2 separate regions of the Sus scrofa genome follow, and region 2 is linked to region 1. A link is a contact called in public HiChIP or PLAC-seq data. All regions are on one chromosome and are shown on one strand. Each heading gives the region's core, a stretch centred on a gene start, on an enhancer-like site or on the middle of the called end of the contact. The rest is flanking DNA. Distances are from core to core; before and after follow the strand shown. Region 1 holds the start of CAMK2G (calcium/calmodulin dependent protein kinase II gamma). Region 2 holds the start of LOC102160869 (atherin-like).

Region 1 (6,595 bases), core at 132-2,631:
AGCAGGAGCTGGCCTCTGACTTGGGGTACAGCTGCCCGGGCAGGTCAGGAACCTGCCCAGCCTGTTTCTCCTCCACTAAGACAGTTATGTGCCTCAGTCCTACCATCCTCTGACAATGGGGAAAGAGAAAGGGATGGTAACTCCTGCCAGAGCCCCAAAAAGTAGCCTCATTCACAAATATTTACTGAGGGTCTGGATCTAAGTATACAGTGGTGAAGGAGGCAGAGGCCCTGCCCTATTACAATTCAGTGAGACAGCAAATATTAAACAAATAGCTACCACTGTTCTAATTAGGTATCAGGTACTATTCTAAGTACTTTATGTGATTTAGTCCTTTTAATACTCCAAACTCTGTGAGGTAGTTAGTTACTATTATTCTTTATTATCAGTTTTCAGATAAGGTAACTGAAGCAAATTAGAAAGTGACTTTTCTAATGTCACATAGCTGATCAGTGAGTTGCCCAGGAATCCAAGCCAGGCAGTCTTACCCCAGAGTTCCCTCAGACAGCCATGCTCTAGCTCTACTGCCTCTCACAGCAGTAAACATATCATTACACAATGTGATGAGTGCCATAAAATAAAAATAAAGGGTGCTTGCAAAAAAATGGGGCTATTTTCTCCTTCCTTCCACCTGCTCTTCTAGCCCACAGCACACAAAACCTTTTCTACATGGTTCCCACTTCATCCCTTTCATTGCTGGCAGGAGAGAACATTCTCTCTTCTCTAAGACTGGAGTGCAGGAAGGCAGAGTTCCACTTGCATCCTTGGCTCTGGCCTGGTCTCCCTGAACAAACCGTGCCTGAAAGGTTTTATCTAATAATGGCCTTGATGCTTACACAAGTCTAGACTGTCAGCTTCCCGAGGGAAGGCAGCTGAGAGCTGGCTCTGCACAGACTGGGGGCGCTTCGTGAGTGTGCTGTCTAAAACCTGCTTTTTGACCTTGGCTCTCTCCCCACATGGTGTGAGCCGGACTCGGGGCTTAGGACCCGTGCGTAGCGACCCGCCAGAGAACTCAATGGGCCAGACCTCTGCATACTCCCAACACACACACACTCGCACGCACATTCTGAGCACTTGTAGGGTCTGCCCTGGGACTAGCCCACAGGTCGCGAACCTTTCAGCCCCGCCTGGGTAGGTAGCCCAGGACTGAGACCCCCGCCCCGCGATCCCCTTTACTCCCCAGCGATCACAGCCCAGCTCCGGCTGCTCCCTGGGCGGGGCGGGGCCCGCGGCGGGAGGCCCCTCCCCGGGGGCGGTCCGGGGGCCGGGCGGGGGGCCGGCGGGGCTGGGGGCGGGGCGGGCGGGCGGCGCGGGGGTGTTCCTCCCTCCCTCGCTCTCCCCGGTAAAGTCTCGCGGTGCTGCCGGGCTCAGCCCCGTCTCCTCCTCTTGCTCCCTCGGCCGGGCGGCGGTGACTGTGCACCGACGTCGGCGCGGGCTGCACCGCCGCGTCCGCCCGCCCGCCAGCATGGCCACCACCGCCACCTGCACCCGCTTCACCGACGACTACCAGCTCTTCGAGGAGCTCGGCAAGTACGGTCCGCCCGCCGCCGGCCGGGGCCCCCCACCCTGCTCTAGCCGCCCGGGCGCTATGCGGCTCCTCGCCCCGCCCCCCCGCCCTGCACCGGCCGCTGCAGCGCCCCCTCGGCCTGCCCCACCCCCAGCCTTTCCCGCCAGCCGCCTCTGGGGGCCCCTTCGCCCCCAGCTCCTTGCCCCGCAGTCCCCTCCGCGCCCTGCAGCAGCAGCTGCCCGGGCTGCTGCACCCCGCGCTGCCGCGGAGACTGCAGCCCCTGGACCGCTCCTGGGCGCCCTCCAGCCCCGCCCCTCCCTCACCCTTCAGGCACCCCACATCCCGACCCCGCCTGCTCACTGCCCCCTCCCCACCCTGTTCACGAGCTCACTCAGCATCCTGTCCCATGTTCCACTCGCCTGGCGCTCAGGACCCTCCCCGGCCCTGCAGCTCTAACCCTGCTGCGGTGCCGGAGTGTGGGGGGATGTTTGGTGCCCAGCCCCGCCCCCGGCTGTTGCCGCTTCCAGGATCCCAGCCCCGCTGCTGGGCAGTGCTGCAGCACCCCAGTCCCCTCCCCCAATCCCTGCAGTGGTCCCGGGAGCCGCGCGCCGCAGCCGCAGCATCCCCCTCCCCTCCGCACTGAGCTGGCCGCTGCAGCAGCCCCGGTCCCCCCCCACCCCACCCCGCGGCTCCGAGCCCGGCCACTGCAGCCCCCGCCCTGCCCGCCCCCCTAGACGTTTCCAGAGCTGGAGAGTGCGAGCTCCTATTCGGGGGAGGGGGGACATAGAGGGAAATGTCATGGGGAAGGGGAGCTGTTGATGTCTGAAACCCACAGCTGGACTCCCTCTTTCCCTGCTGTCTGTTGAGCCGGTAAACGCAGTGGGGTGAAGCCGGTTGAGGGGGATTTGAGCCTCACTTTCCTCACCTTCCCCCATGGTTGAGGAAGATTTCTCTCTCAGGGGATTATACCCTCTTTTAATTAATCTCTTCTCCTACCCTCGACTGTTCTGCTGAGAAAAGGGCAGGGTCTCTTCCCTTCTCCGGGTTCTGTTGGCTGGGACTGCAGGGCTGTCTGAGAAGCAGCAGGTGTGTGTTTTATGCATCTCCCACCAGCTCTTGACGCACAGCCTGAGGTTAGGGCTGTTGCTTTGCCCAGCGGCTAGATGTGGGCATGAGAGTAGGGTGGTCCTCCACCCACATTTGTGGAGTGTCCCACAGAGGCCACATCCTTCTGCCCCATGTTGGTTGGTGATAGTCACCACCCATGGTGATAGTCACTATGCTGATGTGTGTGTGTGTTATTTTGACTAAAGTCTGGTGATGGGAGCAAAGCTGTCCTCAGATCTGAAGTGTGTTTGTGTCTCTCTGCTCTGCTCCGTGTCCCAGTTCTTTCCCTCTTCTCCCTCCAGGGGTGCTTTCTCTGTGGTCCGCAGGTGTGTGAAGAAAACCTCCACGCAGGAATATGCAGCAAAAATCATCAATACCAAGAAGTTATCTGCCCGGGGTGAGTATTCCCCATCTTGGCCTCTCCCTGGGGTGCCTCCAAGGGTTATGGATTCTTCTAAAGATGCTCCAGGAGTTGGGGATTGTGTGTTTTAGCACTTGGAGAAGAGTTGGTATTTCGGGGTGGGTAGACTTTGAAACCAGACAAGAAGTTGTATGGAGACCAAGTAGAAGAGAATGAAGATGTAAGAGATGTAGCTTTCTTTAGGGGAAAATGGTGCCTGAAGGCTCAAATGAGTTTGGTTTTTATGGAGGGAGAGGATAAGGGGAGTGGTAGGTGGCTTTGCATGGAGAGCTTTACATTTGGGGCATTTGGAGTCTCTGTATTTGGGTCAGTGGTAGTCACTCCAGACCTGTCCTAGTCCCTGTGCCCCACTGGTGACTTAAGATGGAAATGCAGTAAGTGAACAGCTCTGACAAAGCCAGCCTCCCCTTGCCCACCAGGCGGCAGAACAGACTCCCAAGGGAAGGGAATCTGTAAACATCAGGGGAGGCTGCTTCTGGCGAGGGCTTCTCGGGAACAAATCCTGCCAGATGAACTTGATTGCTTTTTTGATCAAATTACAAAGTTGGTGGTGCAGCAGCAGATGCAGTCTGTCCTGGGTGGAGGGTGATGCCTCATGATCTGGAAATCTCAGTGGGCTGGTCTGGGTGGGAGCAGCATGGCCTCGGGATTTGAGGATTGTGAAGTCAGGCCTGAGAGCCTGGCTTGTGAGATCCTCCCAAGTACCTAGGCTGGGAGGGTCAGGCCCTGTCTTTCACACCTTGAACCTACACTCCCTGCACCTTGTTTTTGGGTGCTTGCCAAAGTCACCTCATCTGATAGGTATAGACCTATCAGTGTGTGGAGTGCTCTGTGAACAGGTGTGGTGAGCATGGAGGTATGTGGATGGGTCAGGTCATCAAGGGCTGCAGGGTGCAGCACGGGGACAAAGGTTATGAGACTCAGAGAAAAGAATTAAGAGCAGGCAATAGGATGCCGTAAGTATATTAGGAGCCAGGACGGATGCCATGAGGAAGATATGGGCCATGGCTAGTAATGATCTGGGCGTCTCTGGGTTAAGAGATACAATAGATGTCCCTAAGCATTGGAGAAGCTATAAATGACAGTGGGCTTCTGTCATATTGTCAATGATTCCGGGACCTGTTTAGCAGGCTCTGTCTGCCTCCTGGCTAGGCGGGCCTCTCCATCCCCACAAGCAGGGGTTGTCTTGCTGCCTCCCTCCCAGCCCCCATCTCTCACTGTTCCTTTACATTGGCTATTAAGTTGACTTATTTGTTTTCTTTCTCTCTGGGTACCTTGAGTTGGAGGCGATGGTTGCCATAGAGATATGTGGGCAGTCAGATGCCCTCCTCCCATGGGGTGGGGGAACAGTGTGGTGGGCTGGGCTCTTTGGCAGACATCCTTTGGCCAAGGATGCAGGGTGCAGGCAGGGACGACAGTTTGAGAATGGATACTTCCCTGTGCCCACACAGCATAGCCCTGGTGCATCAGAAATGGGGTTGGTTGGTGTCTGATGTCTTCAGTTAATGATGCAATGCTTTGCTTTCCTCATCTCACCAGTGTCCTCTGACCCAGGGGCAAGGGAGGGAGGACAGCTGGGAGCTGAACTCTGAGATGAGGATAGCTGGTGTGGTGACTTTGTGGAGCTGCCTGCCTTGGGCTGTCATTTTCTACTCTTTCTCCACCCATCTGAACTTCCCTAACCTGTGTGATCCTGTCCCTTTCCAGACCTCACCTTCTTTCAACCTTGTCCCATCTTTCCCAGCTGTTGTCTTTCTTTTCCTGCTCAAACTGGATGAGGTTTCATTTCTCTTTGATTTTTTTTTCTCAAGAAGAAGATTCTTGTATAAGATCCTATGCCTCAGGCAGCAAGCAGCTCCCCCTCTCTTGAGATGGTTATGCCAAAACTGGAGTTCTGTTCTGTGGCCTCTGTGCCAAGTTAACTTTGGGACAGAGGCCTGGTCCTGGCTGATAGGCACAGATGCCAACAAGAGAGGTCAGGAGTGTGGAAGTGCCAGTACTGTTGGGAGGTTGGGAGAGTGGGAAGGTGTTGTCTTGGAGATGGAGGGAGCAGTCTGGGGGCTGTGCTGTACATGTGGGTGTGGGGGATGTGAGCTCCTGGGGAGGGTTGGGCCAGGGTGCCCACTAGGCTGATGCCCATGGGGTTAGGAAGTGAAGGCCGTGGCTTCCTTGCAGCCTCTCAGTTTACGCTGTATATTTTATAAAGGTGCAGCAGCTAGGACTGGGTTTCACTCATCGCTGTCTGTCTGTCTAGGGATCCGTAGGTGTTGGATTTCTGTGTCTGGGAGTGTGCTGGGCCCACCAGGGTCCTCCACAAGGATCTGAAGGAGCTTGCTGTGTTTGCTGAGTCTCCCTGCCTGTCTATTTTCTTTCTTGTTTATGATTCTCTGCTACAAAGCAAAGGAGAAGGACTATCGTGCTGTTTCTCCTTGGCATCCGTGGTGAGGTGGCCCAGGAGTCGTGGGGAGCGATCACCTGGTCTTCTGGGGGGTCAGCTCTAGATGGGCATCTTTCTTTTGCTCTGCTCTTGTCATTGTGGCCTCAAGGGCCCACAAAGGTGGCTGTGCATTGAGCACTGTCTTTGTCTGCGGGCCTGTCTATGTAGTAGAGTCATTAATGTCACCTAGCATCACTCCATTTGTTTTGGAACAGCAATAGGTGTGGAGTTGGGGCTCTTAAGGGAGCCCATGTTTCCAAGCTTAGCTCCCAGCTAGGCTGAAGGAGGCATTTAAAATAGGCTTGGATGCAGGAGATAGTGGGCCAGGTGATGGCAATGATAAGTCGTTATTTTAAGATTTAAGAGCACCCCCTCCCCCAGGAGCCTGAGCCCTTATGTCTTTTTTTATTTTTAAATCTTCATATTCCCTTCTTATCTTTATTCATATGCATATAGATTTTCACCTCGTGGAGCATAACATTTTATATCCCACTCTCTTTCTTATATCCAAAGCATTTCCCGTATTGCTACAGTTGAAGGGCAAATGGTCCTTTCTTTCTTGTTCCTAGTTTAAGATTTATCCTTGAGCTGTTCACATCATAAGAAACTTCTCTATTTGGACCATGTATCTAATTCCAGTTGTTTTCACTATGATGGGGTACTTAGCCTTACTAAGAGGTGCTACCAGAAACAATATTATGAAATCTGTTACAGCACTTGCTTTATTTACTTAATCTGTATAACCCATGTGAAGAAATTTCTACTGAAGGTAAATGTAAGCAGAAGTTTTCCTCTTGCTGAGGACCTAGGGGGTCAGGGTAGGAACCATATCTGTTTTATTTCTGTGTGGACAGGGACTGTTACATACCCATACAGCAAAATGCCTGATACATACTGAACCTCCTGTACATGTTGAATGAATGGGTTAAGAAGACTCTGTAACCAGACTGTTTACCTCTTGGCTTTGGCTCTCAGGAAACTCATAGCCAGGTTGCTGGAACCCTTGTTCCCTGGTGCTGGATTGGGTTCCCCCTTTCTGATCCACGAAACTGCTGTAGGCCTGACACAGCTATAGGAAGGACAGATGAGGTTAAAGACCTGTGCTTGGGGAATAGGACAGGTG
Region 2 (6,244 bases), core at 813-3,312, 110 kb before region 1:
CCCTATATAGCAAACATGCAACTCTTATTAACTCATGCGTTAAAGCTCATAAATAACTTTTCTCTAAATGGCCTAACCAGATAGCAACCCCTAGACAACACTAGCTCTGTTCCAAGTGAAACATGTGGTTTTAAGATTTCATTTCCTGAAAGACTCCTTGGAGGGACACTATTACCTTGTCTCTTTACATTGTTTCCTATTTGTTGAAAAATGGAGGCCTGGAATGCAGCCATGTTAGACAACACTACATAGGAATGTACTCTGGAGTCTTCGATTAAAACTAGTTATAAAAAGAACAAGAACACTGTAGAACTAGACATTTTGAATGAATACAATATTCTTCCTGAATATCAGAGTCTTGCTAAATCTACACAGAAGGCAGCACGGGAATTTGGTCAGTAGCATCTTCCTAGTCCTGAACAGTGGAGGAGAGCCCTAGAAGACTGGGGAAGACTTTCACGTTTAAATGCCTCCAAAGCATTAAAGTGCTCTCATCAGGTAAGTAACTCAAGCCCCACCCAGACCCACGGTTGCCTCCCAGCCTCCTAACTACCCTGACAGGCACTCCACAAAGCTCAGTGGGGGAGCAGTATGAACTTTTTCCAAAGTTGTTCCTCACAGGCAGCAGCTGTCTGAGTCACCCACCCAGGGTGGGAAAGAAAAGTGTGATATTAGCCATCGGAGTGTTAGGAGACTGGTCACACAGCACCTCTTCTTCCATTTCAGAAGTGGGCTCCGCCTCCTCCAGGAATCACCTCAGTTATTAGTCACAGCTGCGGGCTACAGGGGTCTTGCAGGGCCACTTAGCCACCTAGGAAAGTTGTGGATCTGGGAGGAGACGCCCCGGCCTTTTCTCCGGCAGGGGCCGCAGATCCCAGATTCCAAAGGCCTCTCCCAGCAGCTCCATCTTGCTTCCTGTCAGGAGGAGGGGCCGACAAGAAGGGCCCCCGATCTGGAAAGGCTCCCGTGGGAGGACGCCGTTTGACAGCAGGTAAAACCAGGTGGAAATCTCCACGGGAGCGGGAGGGGACGGGGAATGAAAGGCAGCAGGGTTAAGCGAAAGGGGGAAAGGGTTATGAATTTCTGCATAAAGACATAACCCGGCGTTTGTGAGGGCCAGAGGTGTGAGCAGAAGTAGAATGCCCAGGGAGGGAGGAGACGGAGACGAGTGGCCAGTAAGACAAGTGGACAAAAGCGCCGGACGCGGGGAGCTCTGGGGAGGGGTGGTGGGTGAGGCAGGTTTTAAGGCGAGGGGCAAGTATCAGGAAGGAGAACAACGTGGCTCTAATAATCTCTGGAAGGAAAGGCAGAGAATCGGTGGAGAAGCCCGCCAGCCCAGAGGCTCGGGAGGCCTAAAAAGGAGCTGTGAGCAAGAGTGTCAACCGGTGGGGCGACAGACTACTGAGAGAAAGGGGCTATCAGACTCCTAACACCTATCATTTATTGAGCGCTTACTATAGATCATAACACCGCGCTAGGCACTTTACAAAAACCTCGCGGAATCTTCACAACAAACCCGCAAGGCAGGCATTATTACGACTGCCCCCATTTCATAGATGACAAAACTGAAGCTCAGAGAGACTCGGGGTCTTGCTCAAGGTCACAGCGCGGGGGAGTCAGGATTCAAACCGGAGGCGGTCTGGCTCCAGAGCCCACGCGCAAAGCCGCAGGCAGCACAGGGGAGCCGCGAGGCGGGCCGGGACCCCTGGGACGTCTCCCGCCCCCGTTCCCCATCCCAGGCCTGGCGCGCTCACCCGGACGAGGTTGCTGACCGCCGCCTGCACGGCGGCCACAGGCGCGGTGAGGTCAGGGATGGCTTTGCCGTCCACCTCGCCTTCCTCGTGCATGATCACCAGGTGCGAGATCTGCTGCGCCACCGGCTCCAGGATGCTCTCGATCGTGCGCGTATGAAACACCGGCATCGCGGCGGCTAGCGGGGCGGCGAACCGCGGGCTACAGAGAACTGAGAACGGCAGAGAGGGGAACCCGCGAAGAGAGGGACTCCGAGCAGCGACTACGGAGTCCGGGCTTCCCTCGGCGTAACCAGCCTCGCGGGCGCCCCACCCCCTCGCGTCGCCGCGCCCAATGGCAGCGCCGTTCAGATCGGAGCCACCATTCCTATTGGTCCTGCTTAGATATGCCCCGCCCCCACAACCGCGCCGCCAAGACCCCGCCCCGCCCCCATTCCCAAGGGAGGGGCCTGGGATTGGGGCTGCGCCTAAGGGATTGCGACCGGATTCCCGAGCCCTAACGCCGGGCGCTCCTTATAAGGGCATGGTGGGAACGGAACGTGAGGCTGGAGTCGGGGCCCCGCCCCCCGGGGCGGCCTCCCGCCTCGTCTCTGCGGAGCGCCGCCCCTCTGCAGAATCACCTCAGCTGGGCGGGTTCTCCTTACCTCCCGCGGCGCTGGAATCTGACAAGACTGGTGAGCTATAGTTCTCCCTGCCTGCTGCCCAACTTTTCCCTTGAAACGATGCCCTGAAAATACTCTTTCCATTTCCTCTCTGTAATATAGTCAAAAAACAGAAGTGCATAGAGAAACAGGAGCATCCCATTCATTCACACACACTCCACCCTCTGTGTCCTCAGAATACTCACTGTTAACAGTTTGGTGCGCAAGCTTCGAGACCTTTGTCTGCTCACTTTGTTGTGCACGTATATTTTTTTCTAAGTAAGTAAGATTAAACATTTTCCTGGAACTTGATATTTTTCCCCCTTGGAATACCCTGATCATCTCACTGTTGGTAAATGTAGGTCTAGGTCTACCTCATTCTTTTTAATGACTGCATGGTATTCCATTGTATGGAATTGAATAATTTCCTAGTAATGGACATTTAAGTTGGATTCTGTTTTTTGCTATTAAAAGACAATTCTGGGAATTCCCCTGTGGCTCAACAGGTTAAAGACCCACCGTTGTTACTGCTATGGCTCTGGTAACAGCTCTGGCCCAGGTTGATCCCTGACCTAGGAAGTTCCACATGCCACAGCAGGGCCAAAACAACAACAACAACAATTCTGCTTGAACATCACAGTACTTGCCTATGTATTGTGTGTATGTATATTTATCTAGGACTAAAAATGAGTAAAAATGCAGAAATGTACATTTTACATTTTGATAAGACCAAATTGCCTAATCCTCTCAGTGTGCTTTGTAGAAGACATCTTTTAAATGTCTTCCTCACCTCAAAATTTCTTTTGCCTAAGCTTCTCCATTCTAAGACAAAACACTTTCACTAATACCTCCAAGCAGAAGATGTGCAAGTCAAATGAACGTATTTCTCAAGGGCCTATGTTTTACAAGAGACTAAACTGTGTCTTGCCCTGTGCAACTTTAGCAGTTATTTTTGTTGTTGTTGTTTTGGTTGTTTTGTTTTGTTTTCTCAGTTAATATACATCCTTGGTTCTGCTGTGTGAGTTACCAAATCCTGCACTTTTCCTTCTAATACCTCCACTTTTTCTTTATTGCTTTCAATGTCCTCATAGACAATGGATTGCTTTCTCTCTCTATCTTAATTTAACATTTAGTTGTTATTTTCTAAGTTCTAGGAAACTTAGAATTTGGCATTTTGTAATTTCTAAGATTGCATATAGAACCACCAACTCGATTTGCGGAACCAGTGCAAAGTAAAAATGTAGATCTAAAAGGAGGAAAAAGTGTTGTTAAAGATACTAAAATGCAAAGCTTGTTCCTTTCTTTGGTGGTATCTCTCTCAACCAGTCACGGTATTTTTTATTTGCTATTTAGTGTCACACTCCCTGGGGAGCAGATACCTTTGGGATGAATACAGATCCCCCCACAGGAACCTAAAGAACCCTCTTGTCTACTGTTGGACTGACATGCAATTCCCAGTGATGGACAGTGACCCAAGTCAGGCATCTCCCCTTCCCACAGGCCTACCTCCTCAATCCACAGCAAATGGGTGACCTCCAAAGGTATTGCAACCTCCAGCCTTGAGACTCTCTCAACAATTGGATGAAGAAAGACAGGAGGCTCACCTCCACTGAGTTGAGCACAATAAATGCATGGCATTGATAGCTTAGGTTGAGAATGGCCACCTCCATGCCTCACCCTTAGACACCTTGTGGCATACACAGAACCTTGCCCAAGGCAGAGCAAAGGGTAGAAGTGTGGTCCCTGAACAGAGTCAGGGGAGGCTGGGCGGGGTCAGGGGGCCAGAGGTTGGGAGAGAGCAAGCAGCTAAAAACCCATCCAAGTGAAGTAGTGGGAGGAAGGACCATACAGAATCTGAGGCCCCAAGCCCCCAATGCATGTTCCAACTGTCCTATTGGACTTCTCTTCTAAAATACAAACTCAAAGATAAAATTATTAAGAATCAAGGTGGCGGAGTTCCCATCGTGGCTCAGTGGTTAATAAACCTGACTAGTATCCATGAGAACACAGGTTCAATCCCTGGCCTCGCTCAGTGGGTTAAGGATCCAGCATTGCCGTGAGCCGTGGTGTAAGTCACAGATGCTGCTCAGATCCCATGTTGCTGTGGCATAGGCTGGCAGCTGTAGCTCCAATTTGACCCCTAGCCTGGGAACTGCCATATGCCATGGGTGCAGCACTGAAAAAAAAAAAAAAAAGAATCAAGATGATGACTGCAGAGTATCTGATCCCAAATGTGAAGTTCTCAGCATGTGGCCCTGTAGCTACACTGACTGCACACCCATGAACCTGGTTCCAGTTACATAGCTGGTAACCTATGTCTGGCCATGACTAAATTAATTACTAAACAGCTCCCTAGGAATTCCCATTCCTAATGGAGCCTTTTATCAAACTAATAAAATTATTGTCTAGACTTACCATGGCTACCAAAGCTGTTTTCTCTGCTCATTAGTTCACATTAGTAATAGTAATATTTGAGTAATGGAAGTATATATGATTTGTTTTCTATAATCCTCATAGAGTTTCTGCCTCCACTTTGCTAATTATATACTTGCATGCAGTTTAACATGTTCTCTGTCCTTTGAATTTCCTGTAAATTGGCAGCAACAATCAGAGGCTTGATCATCCACTCGTCTTTTAACTGTATTGTTTCATCCCTGCCTCCAGTCTTGTGATCCAGACTCCTCTGGACTGGCCATATTAACCTCCCCCAAACACCACATTGCACATCCAGTCCATGTGTTCGCCTCCATCCACATTGACATCCACTTCTGTCTCCTTCCTCCCCCACATTCACACGCACCCACTAAAATCTTCCCCACCACCTGTTAACATATGTTAATATCAATGCCTCCAAAGGCGAGGCTCAGACCAACCTTACTGCCTTCTGCTTCCCCGCCCAGACCCACAGTCACGTGGATTAAACACCACAAAGAGCACAAACTCTCCATGTGAAGTCATCCAGAGCTCAAGCCATGATCCCATCTTTACAATTAGATTGGGATGGAATCCTGGCAAGTGGCTTTTCTTCTCTCTGGATTTCTTTCTTCATAAAAGTGAAATAATGCCACCCTCATAAAGCTGATATGAGGGTTGGTGAATGAATTTGTGTAATGTACCCAGGAGACCTCAGTAAAAGAAAGCTCTTATTATTGGAATAGTCACAAATATATACCAATCTCCAAAAATCTGTGGTGGACTTTCACTTTTGAGCTTCTGCCTGCCAAGAAATATCTCCGCTTATCTATGTCTTATCAACTATAGTAGGTAAAATTCTAATATGTCCCCCTAGATTTCCCACTCCTGGTATAATCCCCAAGACTATGACTATAGTGGATTTTATGTCCATGATTATGGAACAGTTGATTTCAAGATAGGGAGATTTTCCAGGCAAGCTTCACTTAACCACATTAGCCTCTTTAAAGCAGAGAATTTTCTTCAGCAGGTCACAAAAGAGGAAGTTAAAAATTAGAAGCACAAGGGTTTGACAAGATGTTGCTGGATTAAAGATGCAAGAGGCCACATGTCAAGGAATGCAGGCAGCCTCTAGGAGCTGAGCATGGCCCTGGCTGACAGACAGCAGGGAAACATGAACCTCATTCCTACAGCCAAAAGGAACTGAATTCTGCCAACCAGAAAAATGATCTTGGAGACAGATTCTCCCCAGAACTTCCAGATGAGAATTTAGTCCAGTTGGCACCTTGATTACAGCCTTGTGAAACTGAGCAAAGGACCCAGCCATACAACATGGGACTTTCAACCCATACAATTTTGAGATAATGAATGAGTGTTGTAAGGTCATTTGTTACATAGCAATGGAATACTAATACACCTGTGTTCAAGACCCACTTCTAG

What was found. HiChIP or PLAC-seq counts read pairs in DNA pulled down with a chosen protein or histone mark.
Region 2: an H3K27ac HiChIP or PLAC-seq map of skeletal muscle shows a contact between it and region 1. The contact joins the promoter of LOC102160869 here to the promoter of CAMK2G in region 1. A contact is called at or near these places in 1 of 5 promoter capture datasets (liver), 3 of 47 Hi-C or Micro-C datasets (embryonic fibroblasts and skeletal muscle) and 2 of 2 datasets of contacts at active chromatin or transcription factors (alveolar macrophages and skeletal muscle).

The regions. Positions count from the first base shown.
Region 1 is chr14:76,587,330-76,593,924 of Sscrofa11.1, reverse strand. It overlaps CAMK2G (calcium/calmodulin dependent protein kinase II gamma), which reads left to right and starts at 1,381. Exons shown (of 21, transcript NM_214193.1): 1 at 1,381-1,530; 2 at 2,917-3,011. The coding sequence starts at 1,466.
Region 2 is chr14:76,695,965-76,702,208 of Sscrofa11.1, reverse strand. It overlaps LOC102160869 (atherin-like), which reads left to right and starts at 2,062. Exons shown (of 3, transcript XM_013983354.2): 1 at 2,062-2,425. The coding sequence starts at 2,086. It overlaps VCL (vinculin), which reads right to left and starts at 1,922. Exons shown (of 21, transcript NM_213934.1): 1 at 1,755-1,922. The coding sequence starts at 1,922.